3 separate regions of the Mus musculus genome follow, and all the other regions are linked to region 2. A link is a contact called in public promoter capture Hi-C data. All regions are on one chromosome and are shown on one strand. Each heading gives the region's core, a stretch centred on a gene start, on an enhancer-like site or on the middle of the called end of the contact. The rest is flanking DNA. Distances are from core to core; before and after follow the strand shown.

The links. Capture Hi-C pulls out chosen DNA fragments and counts their contacts.
Region 1: a contact with region 2 is called in a promoter capture Hi-C map of liver. The contact joins two enhancer-like sites. A contact is called at or near these places in 2 of 484 Hi-C or Micro-C datasets (embryonic stem cells and rod photoreceptor) and 3 of 9 other capture datasets (adipose tissue, liver and pancreatic islet).
Region 3: a promoter capture Hi-C map of liver shows a contact between it and region 2. The contact joins two enhancer-like sites. A contact is called at or near these places in 1 of 39 promoter capture datasets (the C10 cell line), 1 of 15 datasets of contacts at CTCF or cohesin (large pre-B cells), 5 of 484 Hi-C or Micro-C datasets (bone marrow-derived macrophages, embryonic fibroblasts, embryonic stem cells and 1 more), 6 of 115 datasets of contacts at active chromatin or transcription factors (embryonic basal ganglia, embryonic forebrain, embryonic stem cells and 2 more) and 4 of 9 other capture datasets (adipose tissue, embryonic stem cells, liver and 1 more).

Annotation. Positions count from the first base shown.
Region 1 is chr6:116,069,553-116,074,545 of GRCm38.p6, reverse strand. All of the region lies in intron 3 of Tmcc1 (transmembrane and coiled coil domains 1), which reads left to right. Among named protein-coding and RNA genes, the nearest start is that of Plxnd1, 77 kb to the right of the region's middle. Within about 2 kb of position 1,380, at least 96 of the 459 cell types and tissues checked have an H3K27ac peak or open chromatin away from gene starts, as enhancers often do. A contact at or near this core is called in adipose tissue, liver and rod photoreceptor, where this site is marked.
Region 2 is chr6:115,899,520-115,904,014 of GRCm38.p6, reverse strand. It overlaps Ift122 (intraflagellar transport 122), which reads right to left. Exons shown (of 29, transcript NM_001167763.1): 15 at 4,396-4,495; 16 at 1,104-1,157. Among named protein-coding and RNA genes, the nearest start is that of Rho, 30 kb to the left of the region's middle. Within about 2 kb of position 2,279, at least 129 of the 459 cell types and tissues checked have an H3K27ac peak or open chromatin away from gene starts, as enhancers often do. A contact at or near this core is called in adipose tissue, bone marrow-derived macrophages, embryonic fibroblasts and 4 more, where this site is marked.
Region 3 is chr6:116,105,867-116,110,711 of GRCm38.p6, reverse strand. The region is part of intron 3 of Tmcc1 (transmembrane and coiled coil domains 1); the gene reads left to right. Among named protein-coding and RNA genes, the nearest start is that of Tmcc1, 85 kb to the left of the region's middle. Within about 2 kb of position 2,796, at least 268 of the 459 cell types and tissues checked have an H3K27ac peak or open chromatin away from gene starts, as enhancers often do. A contact at or near this core is called in adipose tissue, bone marrow-derived macrophages, embryonic fibroblasts and 3 more, where this site is marked.

The DNA.
Region 1 (4,993 bases), core at 131-2,630, 170 kb before region 2:
ACCCCTTCAATCCCAACATTTGAGAGGCAGATGGAGTGAATTGCTGTGAGTTCAAGGCTAGCCTGGTTTATATAGTGAGTTCCAGGATAACCAGGGCTACATGATAAGACCCTGTATTTAAAACATAATAATAATAAGGTAGATGCAGGGCTAAGGACATGGCTCAGTCTGTAAACCCTTCCCGAGAACAAGCTCAAGGATGTCCAGAACCCATATAAAAACCAGGGCAGTGGCACATTTGTAACCTCAGTGCTAGGGGGGAAGAGACAAGGATTCCTGGTGTTTGCTGGTCAGCCAATCTAACTTAAATCTGTGAGTTCCCAGTTTGGTGAAAGACACTAAAAGGTGGAGAACATTTGAGGAAGGTAACCAATGTCATTGACCTCTAACCTACACATTGACCTCTAACCTACACACACACACACACACACACACACACACACACACACACACACACGTATGCATAAATTTCTAATGTCCAAAAAGAAATGGGCTGTCACCACACTTCCCATGATATAGCAAGATTGTGAAAGGAACCAGGAGGAACCAGGAGGAACCCTGTATTCATAGTCTCCATAGACTCACCAAAAATAAAGTAGATAAGTTTTTTGTTTGAGACATTCTCATGTACACGAGGCTGATCTAAAATTCCATATGTAGCCAAGGGATGACCTTGAATTTCTGATCCTCTTGCCTCCGCTCCAGCGTTGGGATTAGAGGGTTACACCGCTATGCCTATTTATACTGTGCTGGGACTGATCCCAGAGTCATGTGAGTTCTAGGTGAGCACTCTCCCAGCTAAGCCATAGCTTCACCCACACACTCACATAACATTTTTGGTGAACTAAGAAATGGTATATGTGAAGTTGGGCAGATGTGAAAAGTGAAGTTATTAGGCATACCTTCAGTCCCACTGTGTGTGTGTGTGTGTGTGTGTGTGTGTGTGTGTGTGTGTGTGTATGTGTGTGTCCCCATTACCAAAGGCATATTTTCTGAATGTTCAACCTGCTCTGTATTAAAATGGCAGAGAGGGTTTGAAACTCCTCAGGTAGGTCACAGGGTCTAGAAACAGGAGGCTTCCAACCTCCTGTCCAGTCAGATTCAGGATGTTTGTGATATCAGTTGAATGAATCAATGGCTTCTTCAGATTCCTCACTTCCTTTTTAAAGAGAACTTTTTTCCTATCTTTTACTAGTGTGAGCTGTTTATGATCGGTGTTGAAGGTGTTTTTTATGTCATTGCTTAATTGGACTGGAGATAATCTCATGTGACAGCATGGAGCTCTTGTTTTGGAGTTGCCATTACTTTCTAGAACAGCCATTCTGTATAGCTGCCAACATGCCCTGGGTACTCTTGCTTCATATTGCAGTGATACTGCTTTGTCAGGGTAGAATTCAGCCTCACAGGGCTAGAGTCAGTCTGCTGACCTCATGCCACAGTACAGCATGTTCAAACCTGGGAGAAACCCAGGGGTTACTCGGCATATTCTTCCTCCTTCCTTACAAGCATGGAACCGTCACTGTCCTCGGAAACCGTATGTTGTATATGTGTGTGTATCTGTCTCTTTATAAATCTCCTCATTACTGTAGTTATACAGCTTTAAGTGGGGGGCTGGTTGCGGACACAGGAAACTGACCGAGCTGCTAGAACTTAGCACTTCTCAACAGCAAAGCTCAGCCAGGGCATGTGCTATTTTTAGACAGTGAATTTGAGATAATAGAGAATCCTGTTATGTTTTCTGTTTGTTTCACTCATAGCTATTCGGACTGAGTGCGAGGGGGTTTGTGTGGCTATGTAAGTCATGATTGGATCATACTAAAGTATCCAACACTCGGGTATGGGAGCCTGTTTCCATGCCGAATAGACGTTGTTTGGGGTGTTTCAGGGTAAAAAGTTACCAGAAAATAAGCATTCCCTTCAGTGAACAAAAGAGTTTCATTTGCCTTGACGGATTGGGAAAGGCTTGGGTTAAATGTGAAGATGCCAGGCATGCATAACAAATAGGAATTTGAGTTAAAGCCAGTTTGAAATATTTCTCACGTTCTTCTTTTAATAAAAGGATTCTTATCACTGAGCTACTTGTTTTCAGAGCTTTTCCTGTGACACAATGGTTTCCTGAATTATGAATTATGTACACCTCTGTTAATTTTCATCTTTTGATCAACACCACAGGACTGTGTAATGAACTAAACAGGAAGATGATCCAGCTTTATGCAACATCCCCCTATGTTCACATTTCATATTTAGTTCTGAATAGAAACTAGGCCATTAGATTGAATTTACTATGGGTCGATTTTATAAACACTACATAATACTTTATAGAACATGATTTTTTTTTTTAAAGCAAAACCAGTTCTTTAGAGGGACACACACACACAGTCTAAAATTAATACTGTTTGCTGGTGAGCAGTTGGACTTAAGCTCCAAACAGATTTTTTACTCTGGAGTTTGATACTTTAAATGCTGGCTTTATTAGCAGATTTGTGCCTGTGATCTGTACTCTCTTTTTCTGTTTGTTCTAATTCTTGAATCCTAAAACCTTGGCAGATCTTGTGTTTGTTCTGAAGTTATAAAAGGTCAGTTTGTTTATCAGTGTTTTATTAAGAATGCTAATACATGAGCGGGAGAGATGGCACAGTAGTAAGAGTGCTTACTCTTCCAAAGGACCCAAGTTTGGTTCTGAGCACTTACAGCAAGTGAATCTCAACTGCCTGTAACTCCAGAACTGGAGAACCTGGCACCTCTGGCCACGGTGGAAGTTGGGACTCTTATTTACAAACACATAATTAAAAATTATAAATCTGTAAGAAAGAAAAAAAGAATGGTAGTGCAGGATGAGCTGGGTGATATGAAGGAAAGTATTCATAGAAGTGCCTTAAGAGAGAGGGAGACACCATCAGTTGCATCTTATACGCCATCAGTGCCAATGTGGGGCAGAGACATGAGACAGAATTGAAACACTTCAGTTGCCTTTACCTAGTACTTCCATTAACTCCTAATGTAGAGATCTTTCTAGACCTGGGGTGACCTAACAGAATTTAGCTCAGTTATAGATACTTGCATTGCATGCAGAAGCCCTAGGTCCAGTTCTCAGTATCCCCTACATACACACAATTTTCTGAAACATAATGTACCTGAGTTTCTTAGATTAGACTATATCCTTAGTTCACTATCATGTCTCTTACTCAACCTAATAATCTACTCTGGTCACTAAAGTGATCTCATTGAAACAAAAATGTAAATATTCAGCAATGAGATACCTGCTTCCAGCATCTCAGCTTCCTGACAGGACTAAAGACATCTAGAGGCTGTAAACTGAGATCTGAATTCCTTTCTACACTACAGAATTAACAATTCGGAGAAAAAATTCACAAAATGAAAGTGTAGCTGACTGTAGGAAACCAGTGTGGAATTTGAAGAAAGGGGAACTCTAGTAGTCAATGTCTCCAGAGGTCGGTCCATTCTAAAGATTTCTGCCCATTTCCTTTCTCAGTAACCCTGCAATGGCCACACCTTTAGGTATTATTGTTAAAGCCACATGTATAATACAGACATTTTAGACAATTCCTTGACTGTATCAAATGAGCTTTTTCTACAGATGCTCAAATATTTATTGTGGCAACTTAGAACAAGTTAGCCACATACAATCGCTGTACTTAAGTATATTTTAAAGTTTAAAGTACAGTGTACTTTAAACCTAAGTTTTATATCTAGTAAGCTGTTACTTTAAGTGGTTGGGTTTTTATGATATAAGATTTCTCTCACAGTCAGACCTCTGACACGTGGAGGCTAAAGGTCACCTTCAGGTGCTCTTCTTTAGGAGCTGTCTACCTTGTCTCTTTACAGTAGGGTCTCTTCCATGAACCTTGAGTTTACCATGTAAGATAGGCTGGCTGACCAGCAAGCTCCAGAGTTTGGCCTGCTCCTGTCTCCCTAGCACTAGGATTCTATGTGTCCTCGTGCCTGGCTTTTTTATGTGTATGGGAATCAAACCCAGAACCTCAGTCTGTGCAACAAAAGCAAGACTTTACTGACTGAGCGAGCCTTCTCCTCAGCTCCTTAACTTTCCTTATTAACATAAAACCAGGGGGCTGGAGAGATGGCTCAGCAGTTAAGAGCACTGACTGCTCTTCCAAAGGTCTTGAGTTCAAATCCCAGCAACCACATGGTGGCTCACAACCATCTGTAATGAGATCTGACTCCTTCTTCTGGTGTGTCTGAAGACAGCTACAGTGTAGTTACATATGTATAACAATAAATAAATCTTTAAAAAGAAAAAAATGTAAAACCAGGTCAGAAGATTGGAGAAACAAAAGAGGATAGAGGTTTTTTCCTAAACCAATGTCTCCTTTGTGCTCAGAAGAGGGTATCACATCCCTTGCTCCTCTGCAAGAGCAGCCACTGTTAACCATTATCAACCAGAGTTGAGCTCTCTGTCCATCCCCCAGGGATGGTTCTTAATGAAATTGCCCAATACCTGTTTATCTCGTGATTGTCCCTTGTGGGAGCAGTGGTAAATTGTTTGTGTTACTTGTTTTCTTGTTATTCTCCATTGAATTAATTATATTCCAGATTACTTCTGTGTTTTGGGGCTAAATGGAGGAAAGAGGAGATAGGATTTACAACTAAGAACAGCTTTTGACATTTGCAATGAGGAGATCTGAAGAGCTACTGAACTACTTTGAAGTGTAAAAACTGGATTAGAATCCTACAGATACCTCTGTGGCCATGTGGTCAGGGTTCAGTCTGAACAGAAGCATTTTTCTCAAGACAGGGTTTCTCTGTGTAGCCCTGGCTGTCCTGGAACTCACTTTGTAGACCAGGCTGGCCTGGAACTCAGAAATCCGCCTGCCTCTGCCTCCCGAGTGCTGGGATTAAAGGTGTGCGCCACCACCACCTGGCTGTGCCTGCACTTTTATTTCTTATTATGAAATAAGATTCACTAGAAAAGTCCTAAGGATCTTCCAATTTAGGGTACTTAAATGAGTACATG
Region 2 (4,495 bases), core at 1,030-3,529:
GGCAATGACAGCCAAGCAGCCCTTGCCCACCTGTGTGGGGAGAAGGGACAGGGAGGGCTCACAGGGCAAACGTGCCAAAGCTTAGGGAGAGCAAGGGAAGCGTCTGAGTTCCCCTGGGGTTTTGAACATGAAGATGCAGCCTATCCTCTCCTGCCTCTCCTCTCTCCCCCACTGGACAGGGCTGACACCACCACCTGGCTCACCACACTAAGGACCTTGTATGTGTCGCTCATACTTTGGTTGCACATGAACAGACTCAATGAACAATAGCTACCATATTGTAGTCTGCCCTAGCTCAGCTCCGCTTGCTACCCCCTCTCCTCCCCCACCCCACACAGGGCTGAGGCCCACGATAAGCGTTTACTCTGCTAAACTGAGTTAGAGGGGCAAGACATTTGCAATTTCTTCACTGCTTCCATCTGGGAGCTCCAATGTGTCTCACATTCCCTTAGCCTCACAATAAATCTGTTCAAGAGAAAGAAATATGTATGCCTTTTTTACAGACAGTCAGACAGCACCGAGATACACAGAAATTAAAAATAGTGTCTTCCATCACCCATAAATGGTGCAGTCAGACCAGATTCTTTAGCCTACCGCAGGCCTTCTGGGCAGGAGGATGCCTTAGTAGGCCATGCTGGGAACATTTGGGAAATGCTTTATTCACTGTCAGGAGGATGGCAACAGCTACTCATTCCAGAGGGGTATACCAGGTTCTAAGAGTCTGACTGTCTTACAGCAGTACCACAGGATAGACCCCCATCTTGGATTTTTGAGACAAGGTTTCTCTGTGTAGCCTGGCTGTCCTGGAACTCACTCTGTAGACCAGGCTGGCCTTGAACTCAGAGATCCACCTGCCTCTGCCTCCTGAGTGCTTGAATGAAAGGTGAGTATCACTGTTGCCTAGCGTATAGATCCCATCTTAGGACAAGGAACCAGAGCTTAGAGAGACCCAAACCTTCCGCCTTATTCAACTACCAAGTGGTTAATCGGGTGTTGCCTCTTGGGCCACTCTATCCCCAGAACAGACTACAGGGCCTTTGTCCTCGTGTCCTCAGTATTACAGGCCATTGCATCCTGTGACAGAAAATGCTTTCATCAGTTACCTCAATACTGCTGATCAGTTCTAGGTATCGAAGGTCCTGGACTCTGGTGAAGGCCTATGGGAAAGGAATAAGAATAGAGTCAGCTGCCTTCTTGTTCTCCACAGGCTGATGGGGGTGGGATACACCAAGCTCTAGAAAGAGAGCCAGCAAGCAGAGGAGGGAAGCTCGAGTCATCATTGTGTGCTTGGGAGGTGTGCCACCCAGAGAGGCTCATCCTGCCTTCATCTCAAGGATTAGTCCTTACAAAGAACTGTAAAGAAGTCCTGGGAGCATCAATCATTTTGGGATTAAGTAAAACAGAACTATGATCCTACAGTCTACAGTGGAACCCCTTGCCAGATACTGCTCATAAGGGAAAGGCAAGCCGTGCTGATTCCAGTCAATGGCATCTGCAGAGCAGGCAAGACACAGAGACAAGAGCCTGCACGCTTCTCCCTGTGATTTGGATGGGAAGCAGTAGACAGCTCTGCTCACTCACAGGGCACACAGGGAGAGGAGGAAAAGGCTCGGGAAAGAGCAGTTCTGAAAGAGGACGGTAGGGGATAATCTCCTGGTCTCTAGAAAGTAGACTTGCATGTTAATCCTGAATGCGCATCCCCTGCTTGCACTCCAGTAGGGGTACAAACTTCTGATGTATGGATTTCTAGAAGGTTGTGAGGGTCCGGCAGACTGGTGCCAGTGAAATGCTTTTTGCTGCTCTCGGGTACCATGAGAGACTTAAGGGAACTGAACCTCTGTGTGCTCTGATGGCAACATCTATACCCAGCTGTGCTTTCTGTGTTGTCCATGTGGAATGGACTGACACATGCCCAGAGCAGCAGCTTCTGAGCCATCATGGTTTAGGATGCACAACTGCCCTTGGCCACTGCTAGGCACCCTCTATGCTAGAAGAATGGGGGAAAATGATCATGTCATCCCGTTTCCGGCTGCCTCACAGATGGCCACAGGGTGATTTCATCTTTCTACTCTACAGGGCCAGGATCTATTCAAAGGCCGGGGACACAGGAATTTCACTTGGCCTCTGTCCCCTTCCCTAGTTCATGGGTTCACATTGGAAATGGGAAGTTTGGCCAATTAAACAGAGAGCTAAATCTCCCTGAGCCAACCGCACAAGTACGAGGCAGATTCCCTAGGGACGACTCTTCCTGTCTGAGCATGAGCAGTGGCAGACGGCAGGATTAGGCAAGCACTGCCCAGGAGAGGCCTGGCAAGTGGCTTTCTTTCTGAAACAGGGACTGACTATGTTACCTAGGCTGGCCTTGAATTTCTGCTGAAGAGCTGGGGTGACGAGCACATTGCACAGTACCCAGTATCCGCGAGGAACTGGTCAGTCAGGCAGTGTGGACAAAAGTAAAATCTGCCCTTCTGATTTGTGTTTTTTAAACCATGTATGGATGCAGGTCCCTGGTAATGGGCAGAGTAGGAAAAAAAGACTCTGGTCTCAGCCCAACAGGACCTTGAGCTATTTCCTTCCTATGGATGGGATCCAGCAGCCTTCTTTGTGGTCAGGCAAGCAAGTGACACCTCTTCAAGGGCCTGTCTGGTTCTGAGCACTGGATTTCTGAATTTGATAAGTCTGTCACTAGCATCCTTCAGCCTTGATATACCGCAGAGTCAGGGTGCTATTCGGAGTGGTCAGTCACAAGACTGTGAGTAACTTCCACAGAGGGAAGTGGGGAGCAGGGAACAGATGAGCTGGCAGCTAAGCAGCTCTCCTGTGCCATCTAGTGGGAGCACCCTTCTAGGCCAGGCCCCTCCTTCCACAAGTCTGAGTCCTGAAAAACCGACTGACACCCAGGGGAGAGAAAAGCCAAGGATTCAGGATTAAAACAAAACATCAGTCAAAGTCTATGCTCAAAGCTCTACGACTTTTCAAAATATCATGCTACCCACAAGAAATATACACACAATTTTCATTTGTCAAGTAAAATGACTAAAGAAATACCATTTTAACAAAGAACCCAGCGATCTGATATGCTCGTGTCTATTCTTGAGTGTTCTGGGATGCGAGGTGGGGTATGAAATGAAGAGAAGGATATATCCCAGCTCCAGTTCCCTTTATCTGGCCGCATGCTCTATAGCAGGGCAGTAATAATACGAGCTGGCTCTTAGGCTCTAGATGTGAAGGGTAACTGACTAGAGAATATAACTTTATTTCTAGCTATAGCCCGAAGACACCCTGAAAACCTATTGGTATTCTTTACAGGCTTGCATTTCTAGGTGGGGCAGGAGAAGGAACTTCCCCCCTCCTGAATTCCTAAAGCCCTAGTCTAATACTTCCCAATGCTTATCTGATCTAAAAATATGTAGGTAATTATTGGGTAGCTTGACTTTTCTTCATGCACTGTGTATTGAGACAGGGCCTTGTGCATGCTAGCCAGTGCTCTACCACTGAGCAGCGACACCTCCAACTCTGTGTGATATGGTTGGCATTTGCACAGCTATTCCAAACTCCTTTACCAGGCCTGGGGAGGCCTCAAGGTGAGTACAGAATAGAGGAAGAGTGCTATGCATTTTAGAAGCAGGGATAGAGAAGTCAGGCTGAGAGAACAGGCTGGGAAAAAGCCCAGCTCTGAAGTGTGCTCTGTTGTTAACAAGAGGCAGGTACCACATATGTCTGCAGGTACTTCAGTATCAGTAGCCTGGGCAAGAGGAGACTCTCCACTTGGCTATGGGAGAGAAAGCAGGGAAAGAGGACAGGAGAGGCTGGAAGCCATTCACTCTTCTCCCTTGATCTATCAGATGGGCACTCATAAGTCTAGGAAAGGTTAAATATTTTTGACCATTTCCTTAGCTTTTTTTGGCTAAACTAAAAGTAGCACTGTGAATCATGTCAAGAGGGTATGGGGACACTGCCACACTGCTGTGGGAATCAGAGAGCCTGACCATCTCCTCTGCACTAAGCCAGTGCTAAGAACAATGGTGGTGTGATAAATGGCTGGCGCTTAAGCCAGCCTGAGCTACCTCATTAATAAATGGCTGCCATGAGCAGGCTTTATCTAGGTTCTTTACATAAATGATTACTACCAAGACTGGCAGCCAGAATCAACCAGATGTTTTACTGGCATTATCTGCTTAGATCTTCCCAGCTTCCTGAGAACAGGTCCTTGTCTGCCAGAACCCTCCAGAAAAACAACCCCGGGAGGGTAGTTACCACCACTGTGAAAGGGGAGACTGAGGAGACTTCAGAGCCCATTAGAGTCACTTTCTGCCCCTTTGGTGTTACTGGCACCTTCTGCCTCAAGGGACCCTTTCAAGGACCAAATTCTGGCTCACACTACTAAGTGCATACCTTCCTTGCCGTCTCAAACTCTAGTCCTTCTAGAGCTTCCATGGCCAGTTCACGCCAATCAGCGTCTGTCACTCCCAAGCAAGCGATCTGATATGCTTCT
Region 3 (4,845 bases), core at 1,547-4,046, 210 kb before region 2:
AGAGCAGAGTGGCCTTAAACTCACTAGGATCTATGTGCCCTGCCTCTCCAAGTTCTGGGATTAAAGCATATGCTATGCCCATCTACTTTCTTTGTTTCTTGATATATATTTACACGTGAATAGAAAAACAACTAAAGCTACATGTTGCCTTTATAAGGGTGGTGTTTAAGTGTGATTCAAAAGGAATCCGTTTTTTTTCTACAAAGTAATAAAAATCTACAAGTTTTTTTTAGCCAAACTGAGGATATACACAAAGACTATTGCCAGCTTTAGAAGTAGATTATTTGACAAGTAAGAGAAAAATATTGAGAGTTGGGGCAGAAATTTCAAAGACAAGCAGAAAACAAAATTGCTAAATGACTGATACTCATCTTCTTTACTCCTGATGGGCTATAATCTAGTTATGGAGTCTGTGTTTTTCCAGATATCTGAACCATTTGGAATGTATTTACATACTGTGATGGTCATTAACATAGTCATCACCTTTTGCTCCAGGAACTGAGTTCATCCCTTTAACTAGTTCACAAAGGGTGTGGGGCTCTAGTGATCCTATGGAGGACTCTTCTCTTTTTCCACAGAAATAGTTAAGTGTTGCCGATTTTTTTTCACAATCTACAAAAAGAAGGGCATTGTTAATTGAGTACTAGAATATGAGAGAGAGAGAGAGAGAGAGAGAGAGAGAGAGATTGAGATTGACTATAAAGCTGTGGTCTTTTGTGTCTCTCTTGATGTTATTTTGTTACCTTTGTTATAGTCTATTCATCCAAAAACAAAAACAAAAAAACAAAAAAAACAAGAACAAAACCAAAACAAACCAGAACAAAATAAGCCAGATTTGGAGATTTTTTTTTTTTCCCTAGTGGCTCAGGTAGTTAAGATTTTACTTTTTAAACTAAGGACTAGGTTTCACATTCATTCATAATGATATTTTAACATAATTAGTTGCATCAAAGCAATTAGGCTTTATTTTACTAGGCAAACAAATGAGTTTCCACAAGAAAGGCAATCAAGTTTGATCTTTTTAACCCTAAGTCTTATATTTTGGAACATTAAGCATTTACATTCCTTTCAGTTCAATTAAGATTCTTATTCTCTCCCTTTTTATTTACCCAGTGCTACCCAGTGCTGGATGCTTTAACAGTGAACTTAATCTCTAGTCTCCTCCCCTCCTCTGTTCATGATTGATACCTAATGTGTACTGTCTGTTGTCTTTTGACATTTTTTTTTTACCTGGTTCCATTTCTATTTTTGAATAGAAAGAATCTTAAAACTGTAATATGGGCTTGGTTTTAGATCACCATGTTTCCTGACACACATGTTCGTTCTCTCTCTCTCTCTCTCTCTCTCTTTCTCTCTCTCTCTCTCTCTCTCACACACACACACACACACACACACACACACACCTCTTTCCAAGCAGACTATTTTTTCCTTTTCCTTGGTGACAGGATCTCACTGTACAGTCCAAATTGACTTTAGCTCATGATCCTCTCTGTTCCATCTCCTGAGTGTGCTGGGATTAGAGGTGATGGGTCACCAAGTTCAGCTCCAGAGACTATTTCATTTTCTGTGAGAAGAAAAAGCAATTTCTGCAGAAGTTCACTCTAAGCCAACTAACTTTGCACTTTGAAATTATTTTAATCCAGTATGCCTCAACCTTGCTAATGCTGCTCTACCCCTTTAATACAATTTCTCATATTATGGTGACCCCCCAAGCATAATTTTCATTGCTACTTAATAACTGTAATTTCACTATTGTTATAAATCATGATGTAATAAATATCTGATATTCAGGATATTTGATATGTGACCCCGTGAAAGGGTCTCACAATCCCCAAAGGGGTCATGACCCACAGGTTGAGAACCACTGTTTTAATCTGTTTGTTTCAGATTCAGGTTATTTTGCATACTCTACATCATAAATATGGGCCATTTTCCACTATTAGTCATAGTTGCTCTAAGTTGTTACTTTTAAGCTTTGAAACTTATATTATTTTTTTAAGCAGGAAAACCCTTTTGTATTTATGACTTTTAAGAGGCAAGATTTATGTTTTTGGAGCCTGCCTTGGTTTAAATTTGGTGTAACTTGTCAGTGATGTCAAAGATACTATGTCTCTGTAGAATGAGATGAGAGCATCTTGCATTCTATTTGTAAGTAATTGGAAGCCAGTGCAGGGAACTGGAGTAATTAAGAATAGCCTTGCAAGAAACTTGATTTTGTTTTCAAATTAATTTTTCCACTTTTCTTGACTGAAGAATATAATAACATATAATAATTATATTGAGGTTTTAGAGAAGGTTCCTAATTTGTCTGAAAAGTCCTCTAGCACAAACTTGAAAGGGATGTTTTGAGAAGTCAGTGGGACAGTAGATGTGACTTCTGATTGTACATCTGGAGTTTACACCTACCAAAGCCACAAACCTAGTACAGGTCCTAGTCCTGCACACAGAAATAGAGAGCACTGTAGGCACTAAACCCGTGGATACCAAGTTCTGTCCTCATTTGGAAGAAGAGGCTGGCTCATTTAGAGGAAGAAGAGTGGCCAGCGATCTTTGGATCTCCCCTGAGGTTGTCACTTTCCGTTTCCCTTTATTTGAATAGATGCACTCTAAGCTGGTCTATTTGATTTGTGCGCCAGTTTTTTAAAATACTTTGTTCCAACAAGAGAGGCATTCACCTCTGGAGGCCGCCTTACCCTTTAACTTGAGCCCGGAGTTGTAGTCACCGTCCAAGTATGCTCCCTGCACCTGACATTCCTTCCCACTGGAGCCTTTCGGTGAATAAGAGGAAAGGCTCGGCCAATTATACTAGACAAAGCCGCACAGCTGCGAGTCAGCTGGGAGGAGTTTCCGTTTGGAGCTGGAGCTGGTGGCGGCTGGCGCTCCCACCTCCTTTTTCCCCCTCGCCACCATCCCCTTCTATTCTCAGGGATTACCTGGGTGGAGGCCGGGCTCTGACTCTCGAACCGGGCAGCAGATGCTGCCATACCGGCAGGTGCCACCCACCTCTAGCCTCCGCCTCAAGAGCAAAGACCGGAGGCTCAGGTGGTACCCGGCACCCTGCCTGAAGGTTGGCGGGAGGGGAAGGGGTGGTCCTTACGGCTGGACCCTCCAGCTGACACAGGAAGTGCGGGGAGAGCCTGGCACTGGGCTGGGATCCGCCCCGCCTGCCGCTCCTAGGCTGTGCTGTCTCCGCAGAACAATGAAGTGCTTCCAAGTTTGCTGAGACTCCTGGGGAATGCATCGAACTCTGTCAGCCTTCAAATGTGCCGCCAGTGACTTCCCCCAAGAAGCTGTGTTTTAATAAAAGAAGAAAAAGACACCCTTTCTGGGTAGATCGCTTTGTTAGGAGATCCTCACGACCATGGTCCAGCGCTTTAGCCTCAGGCGGCAGCTCTCCAAGGTGGGTCAGTTTTCTGGTGTGTCTTACTGGGAACTCTGGCTTCTGCAGGGTTTCCTTTTTTGATGGGACTTTTATGTCAAGCCTGCCTTTCTCTGGTGCTAAGGAAGGTCTGGGGAGGAAGCTCTGCCTTTTGTTCTTTGATCTGATGGACACAAAGCTGAAGGTTGCCTGCACTGCCAGCCCCAGGCTGTATGCCCCTAAAACTGTAGCTGTCATCTTCAAATCTGGACCAACTTGTCATATTTACCCCTGACAGTTTCAGAAGAATGTGGGTAGGTAGTAATTGTAGGTCAGATGTATATATTTAATTAGCAAAATAATAGCTTGTAAATCAACAGAAGAAAGCCTGCCTGCTCTGTGGAATCAGGACTTTCATACAAATTTCACTAAACTCAAAAAAAAAAAAAAAAAAAAAAAAAAGCACAAAACAGTTGAAGAAGCCAAAAGCCACAGGAAAATCTTAAAGGTGAGGGGTTGTGTAGAGACTTAGATACCTAGTAGAGTGTGTAGGAAGCCTTCCAGGGAAGCTGGTGGAGCAGCTCTTTAGAGAGTTCTAAAAAGTCAGTTTCACGGAACACTTTCAAATATAAAATAAAAAAGTGTAGTGCCCTTTAAGAAAAGGTAGTTTTTATCGGTGGGCTCTCGTGGGTGCGGGCCCGTATGTAGTTTTAGCTCTATCCTTAGTTAATGCAGAGGCTGTGTGGAAAGAGAAGGTAAGAGGTGAACTTTATTTCAGAAACCATTGTGTTCTTCATAGGCTTTATTTTAAAGACATGGCAGTTGGTGGCTAAATTGTGCCACAGTTCATTCCCTGTAGACAGAAGTATAAACAAACAGTCCATCTGTAGACATTCTTAACTTTTTTTGACTGATAATCAGAATTATCAACCTTGCAATGTGTTAGGATCCTGAGAGGAAATGTTAGCTGCCCACAGGTGACAGCAGTGTGACTGAAGCAGAAGGAGCTCCACACTTGCCCAGCCTCAGCTGTGTGAGCCTCATGTGTCAACCTGGCGGGGACTTTAGGAATATTGAAATGTGTCTTCCATCCTGTGTGCCTGCATGTGGAGGCACAGAAGGCCGCCATTTCTCCTAAACAATATGAAGAAGAATCCTGTGTTATTCCTTCAGTATTCTTTAGTGGTGTATTTTCAAAGATTTGGTACATGTAATAAGTAGATGCTATAGGGATTTTTGTGACACTGCTGCATAGGAAAGTCTTAACAGCTAAGGCCAAACAATAATCACTTAACTAGAATATAACTCTATTCTGGATATTTTGCTGCTGATGCTTCTCTCCAGGTTATTATTTTTAGCTTTAACTACTCCTCAGTGATTATTGTGTGTTACTGTGACGTACTTACACAGGGGCACTTAGGGGTAGGAGCACGGTCTACGTAGAATCAGGGACGGGAAGAAAGCACAGTCTACATATAATTGGTGAA